Regions from separate parts of the Zea mays genome. Here region 1 is linked to region 2. The links are chromatin contacts, called in public Hi-C maps. All regions are on one chromosome and are shown on one strand. Each heading gives the region's core, a stretch centred on a gene start, on an enhancer-like site or on the middle of the called end of the contact. The rest is flanking DNA. Distances are from core to core; before and after follow the strand shown. Region 1 holds the start of LOC100276832 (maternal effect embryo arrest 60). Region 2 holds the start of LOC103647205 (sterol 3-beta-glucosyltransferase UGT80A2).

Region 1 (3,085 bases), core at 515-3,014, 170 kb before region 2:
GTAAGATTGAAACAGGGCCTTAGTCCCCTTTAGCTATCCCTTAAGGGACTAGGGACTAAATTGGTTTAGTCCCTTCTTTAGTCCTTATATTTGGTAAATTTGTTTGATTGCTCCTGCTAAAGTTTAGTCCGGGTCACATCAAGCGTTTGACTTTTAAATAGGAGTATGAAATATAGACCCAACCAACTGGACTAGATTCGTCTCGTCTTTTAATCTTTGGCTGACAAATTAGTTTTATAATCCGACTACATTTAATACCCGGAACGGAGGTTCAAACATTCGATGGGACAGGGGCTAAATTTTAGCGGGGTGTAACCAAACACCCCCTAAAGGGGACTAAATTGTAGGGACTAAAAATTAGCCCAGGTAACCAAACACCCCCTAGACTCTCATGCGTTCGGCTAAACAACTCCACATGACGCTGTCACATGGGAAACGGGTGCACAAAAAATCTGAATACAGCAGTTCGTCGTTCCATCGACTTTGAAGACTGCGATGCCTGTGTCACGAACTGGTCTTCAATGACTTGTTGGCCCATTGGCCTAGTAGAATGGGGGAAGTGCATTTGGAGAAACCGAAAAAAAAATGACGAAGTTTCGCTTGACAAATGCGGATGCTGCGACCTTCCACGCTCACAATACAGATAGTACATGACAAACTCAGACCTGAAAAACCTACCTGAGGGTGCTACAGAGTCAGTAGTTGAGATCTGGGACAATTGTTTCATATCAAGTTGAGAGACCAACCAGCAGCTGAGCTCCATCTCACCATTGCTTCGGACCTAAAGATTCTAGGCACATCTGACCAACTTCTCAAGTGCAAATACAAAGGCCAATTGCAGATAAAACCACAGCAGATTCACTTTGCTCCAAAACTCCAAAACACAATCATAATATCGCATGGATTTTACATATCTTAAATCTACAAAAGTCAGCTGCATTGTTCCCCCCTGGAAGTTCTCTCACGCCATCACCACCAATCACACACAAGAAAGACTGAGGAGGGATCACACAGATAAAGATCTGATCGAAAAACGGGTGCTTTGGTCAGAGTGTTCCTTGATCCGCCACCGACTAGCGTGTGAAGGCGTAGAAGACGGTGCCGATGTAGATGAGCATGGCGGAAGGGACGAGGGTGACGAGCGGCACGACGGCGGCCCAGGCGGCGGCCCCGCCGGCGCCGCACCCGAGTCGCCCGAGCTTCACCTGCACCACGTTGACGAGGGCCATCATCAGGAAGCCGCATCCGGCGACGGACCCCACGGCGGACGCGAGGATCCCGACGCGGAGCGCCGCGCGGTTGATCCGCGCGGTGCGGCCGCCGGCGGCGGAGGCGGAGGCGGAGGCGGAGGCGGCGCGGCGGCGGTGGGGCGCGGGGTAGGTGCGGACGAGCTGCTTGAGGCAGAGCGCGACGAGGCTGGAGAAGAGGAAGCAGGCGAAGGCGAGCACGTGGAAGGAGACGAGGTCCGACTCGGCGCGGTCCCCCGCGGCGCAGGGGTTGCCCGTGCGGTCGGCGCCGTCGGCGAGCCCCGGCCCGTCGGAGGAGGGCCGCCACGCCAGGCCCAGGAAGGCGGCCAGGGTGAAGAGCGAATTCACGTTCACGATGCCGTCCAGCGCCGTGATGTGGATGCTGGTGCCCCCGCCGCCGCCGGTCGCGACGTCGCCGTCCATGGCTGCTTGCTTCTTTAGACCGAGGAAGGAAGGAAGAAACTGGGGTGTGTGGATCGGATTGGCACTGCCAAGCCCAAGCTAGAGAAGCGTGGTCGGCTGGTCGGTGAGCACGTGTGTCCATATGACGGACCTCACGTCCTCACTCAGGTGCGAATGCGAGATGCGAACAAAGCAATGCGTGTTGAGACGGCGAAACTTGATTGGTCCAAAAATCATACTCCAAAAAACCAATCATTAGACTTGTCTCAGATCAAATTCTACCCGGATTGTTTATTTAATTTGTATAAATTTTGATCAGTTGAAACGATTCTAGGTATAATCTCACACAAACGAATATCGTATAGCGAGTTTGAAGTCAAACAGTCAGTTATGGATAACCAATGGATTTGCACGTGTGACATGTACGCGTTTATGTTCATAACATATGAGACATATGGAGTTATCTTAGGCCTCCTTCAGCACGGCTCTGACTCCTCTAAATATGACTCCAACTCTGGCTTCTCTTCAATAACGGTTCCTTTATAGGAGTCAGTATTCTCTACTACTCTATAAGCCTGCAGTGTAGGCGTCCACACCCCTGTGCACCATGTTCTGCCTCCGCGCCCTCCGGTCGCCCGCCGCCATCAGCGCCCTCCACCTCGCCCATCGCGCGCCGAAAACTTCGCCCGCCGCGCCCGATTCCTCCGACCCGCCTCGCCCGCAATCTCCGCCGTCGCGCCCATGCCCACGACATCCACCACCCCAACCTCCCTCCCCCCACGCCCGCGAGATCCCTCTGCCCACCCACCGCCCCTCTGCTCTCCGTCGATGGAAGGGTGCCATTGACGCCCTGCGATCCTCGCTACCCCCCACGAGGCCATACCATGCCCTCGCCCCCCCCCCCCCCCCCCCCGCATAGATCTTCGAAGAGGCTGCCACCCCGCCCCCATTCTTGGCCCCATCACCCTGTCCATGCGCGCCGCGGCGGCCCCTCGTCGGCGTCGGCCTCACTGCGGCACGGGCTGCACTCCTTCGCCCCGCTCGCGGCCGCGGTGTCAGACCCGGGCTTTAAAGGACAAAGCCGGGTGCATCTCATACATGCGCCAAAGAAGACAACATATATAATAATAGAGTGTATAGAGATAAATGTCACAATAATCAGAGTATTTATTACATAGCGGAAGTCTTACAAAATAAAAGATAAATATAACAGGATCTAAAATCCATCCTTGGCGCCAGAAAGTCAACTGGGAGACGCCACCTAGATCGAATTGAACTCCTCGTTGTGGCTCCACTTGAACCACCTGTTCTTCTCATGTGTGGGGGGTGTGAGACAGTAAGAGTGAGCTCACACATGTTCATTGCTCAACAAGTTGTGGGGAATAATGTGACATGAACTCACCAAAGGTGGGAGTTCATGTGAAGTGTAAGGTTGA
Region 2 (3,176 bases), core at 27-2,526:
AACTTAGGCTTTGCGGTAGAGATAACAACACTTAGACAAAACCTAGTTTGCACATTCTAGTTTGATTATTTGCATAGGTTTTGCTCTATAGCGTGCCACCGTTTCCTTCAAGCGCGCCACCCTCGTTTGTTGCGACAACGTCAGCATGGTCTACCTCTCCACCAATCTCGTGCAGCATCAGTGCACGAAGCACATGGAGATCGACCTACACTTTGTCCGTGAGCATGTCGCTGCCGGTGATGTTCCGGTTCTCAGTGTCCCCACTAAACTATAGTTAAGCCGACATCTTCACCAAGGGGTTACCGTCGAGTGTATTTTTAGACTTTCAAACCAGTCTTAACACCTATATAGAATAGAGTTGAGACTACGGGGTGTGTGTGTTAGAATACCCATTTAGGGTTTGAGGCTTACCCTGTGTAATTACTCTCTCACCACTGTGTAATGGGCCAGACCCAACTAACTCAGTCTATTAATACAACACCCAACCCTGTGTCTCAACCCCGTCCTCGTCGGGGAAATTTATCCCCACGAGGAATCTATCCCTATTAGTAAATACAATATTTGGATGCAAATTAAAATTAATTATATTAAATCAATATAAATTTAACAAATAAGATTTAAAAATACAAAATACGTCTTCTTTTTTAAGTATAATTTGTTATTTTATAATAAACTATATATTGATTTTTTAGTATAATTTTAACATACAAATAGACTAATTTAGATAAAGAAAACTTCGTGGGACGAGTATGCGGGGAACAGGAATTGTTTCCCATCCCGTCCCTGCGAACCTGACGGGAACAAAATTTTACCCATTTTGATTCCTATTCCTGTGGAAACTGAATTATCCATCCTCGTTCTATAAGTACTAATTTGGGAGCTAGATAACCGGATAGAATTAGAGGAGCTAAAATTATTTTCTTATTTAAATTTTAATAATAAGATGATTTTAGCTCCTCTTTCCTCTGTTTTTTGGCTTTCGAAATTACCTTAGGCTTGATTTGATAATAAGGGGATCACGGTAGATTGAGGGGAAAAATTATCCCCGGAGAATCGGGTCTCATTGATGGCTGATTTGGTGACTCGGAATCATGAGAGGATTGAGAGATTAAAAGAAAAATTAGTTTATTTTCCCCTAATTCTCGTGATTTGTTTGTCACCAAATTAACTATGACATGTCCGTTGACACGCCGGCATGCCATGAGGAGCCCGACGCCTATCAAACAGTACGTGTAGTGTAGCAGACTAGCAGCAGCTTTCGCCTGTGGACACCACATACCAGACGGTCGCTCAACCATTTTCAACGGCAGTTCGATCACCCGCAGACATGGTCCAGCACGCATGACGCATCCGGATCGTCCGTCAAGCACCTGCCACGAGTTCCCTACCCAACGCCCAATAGGCAATAGCCGTCTTCGTCCTTCGCTTCGCATCCCGTTCCGTGAGAAACCTCCGTCCGCGTTCCCCGTTTCTCTCTCCTTTGGGCTTTGGCTCCGAGCCTCCGATGACTCTCGTGGCGTGGCCCGCTTGGAGGTTGGTCTTCTAGAGGAGACCTTGCCCCTCGAGAGGGAGGAAGTGAAGGAAACTTCCAGAAGCCTTTCCCGCAGCCGATGAAGGAAACCAGCAGCAGCCATGTCGGCGGCCCCGGCGCTGAGGACGTCTGTTCCTCGTCCGGTGAGCACCTTTGGTTCCTTTCCCGATATCCGACCGATGATTATAGAAGTTTCTACTTTCCTTCTCCATCGTCAAATTCTTAGCCAATCTGGTTCTGTGTCGTGTACTCGTGTCCTCTATCGTACCAGTATTCTACGAAGCGATTTGATCCGCGTTGGTCTTAGGACTTGGTAGTGATGTTGTCGCGGTGTGGCATTGTCGCGTAGAAGGTTGATTCTGGCCTTCTAGGGGCCGATTTCGAGGGAGGCGTTATGGTTTGTGCAGACAGAAGGCTTCTTGCTGGTTTTCTGGTGAATTCTGCTGGGATTGCCGTGCTAATTCGAAGAAGAGGGGAGGTTGAATAGGGCCAATTTTTTGTTTTCTTGTGTTCCAGCGTAATTTCAGTTTGGGTCAGCAAACTGGTAGAAGTGGACGGACTTGGGGATTAAGGGAATTTTCATGCCTGATTCCTTTGACTGCACAGTGGTTGAAACTTTGACATTTTGTCTTCAAAGACTAGAAAGATATAGTATATTTTTTCAACTTATACGGCAGTCTGGTCATAGACGGCCTCTCCGGATAAATTCAGTCCTCTAGCGGGGTTTAAATGAGGTTTTCTATTTTAAATAGTAAAAATCTGGTTTACTCTCTAAAAAACCATTACTAATTTATTTTTAATCAGAAAACTGTGAAACCAGTACCTATTTTCTTTAAAAATGTTATCTATATGTTGCTGCTCTATTTGGAGTTGTTGGTAACTTGTGCATTTATGTTCCTAATTGCTTTATTGGTCATAATCGTGCTTATTATTTATTTATAACATATCAGACTAAACTAACTAAAAATAGAGTAGCAACAGATAGATACTATTTTTAGAAGAAAATTGGTAGTAGTTTTAGTTTTTTGTATTTAAAATAAATTATTTATGAATTTTTAGAGATTAAGTTGGATTTTTATTATTTTTAGAAAAGAAGACCACCTTTGAAACTAGCCAGAGGATGAAATATGTCAGTTTTTGACAATTGCAGGTCGTCTGGCAACTGGCATCCAACTTCATAGTTCAGGGTTGAAAATCGAACACTGTGCATGTTGTTTGAGTTTGAAAATTTGACTTTTCCCAAGGCTAAAATGTCAACTTTTCCATTTGCTATGGACATGACTAAAACTAAGTGTGGCACTATATAGTTTGTTAGGATTTTTTTTGCCTTGCAATGTTTGTTACTGCTTGTTAGCTGTGGTTTTGGTTTAACAGATTAACATTCTAATTCTTCATAAACCTATTGTGCTTGCTTTATGTCATGATTTTTTATGATTCTATCCCATCTTAAATAATGCATAATTTGATAGATCAATAGTTGTTTATTGCAAAGGAAAGAGATTAGGGCAAACAATATGTTAGCTTCTAGAGTTAAACTTTTTTTAATTGATTTATTGATTTTCTTGTCTGGTGAACTAGGTTGTATTTATTCATTTCACTGCTTCACTGGAACTTGTTTTAAATTTTGTACTTCTAGTGTCCAACA

The links. A called contact is a pair of places that touch in the nucleus more often than the background predicts.
Region 1: a Hi-C map of ear shows a contact between it and region 2, with 1.9 times the contacts expected there. The contact joins the promoter of LOC100276832 here to the promoter of LOC103647205 in region 2. A contact is called at or near these places in 2 of 25 Hi-C or Micro-C datasets (ear and leaf).

What each region holds. Positions count from the first base shown.
Region 1 is chr2:162,318,457-162,321,541 of Zm-B73-REFERENCE-NAM-5.0, reverse strand. It overlaps LOC100276832 (maternal effect embryo arrest 60), which reads right to left and starts at 1,764. Exons shown (of 1, transcript NM_001150541.2): 1 at 845-1,764. The coding sequence starts at 1,670. The coding sequence ends at 1,074.
Region 2 is chr2:162,152,321-162,155,496 of Zm-B73-REFERENCE-NAM-5.0, reverse strand. LOC103647205 (sterol 3-beta-glucosyltransferase UGT80A2) reads left to right here and starts at 1,276. Exons shown (of 14, transcript XM_008671776.3): 1 at 1,276-1,674; 2 at 3,168-3,176. The coding sequence starts at 1,611.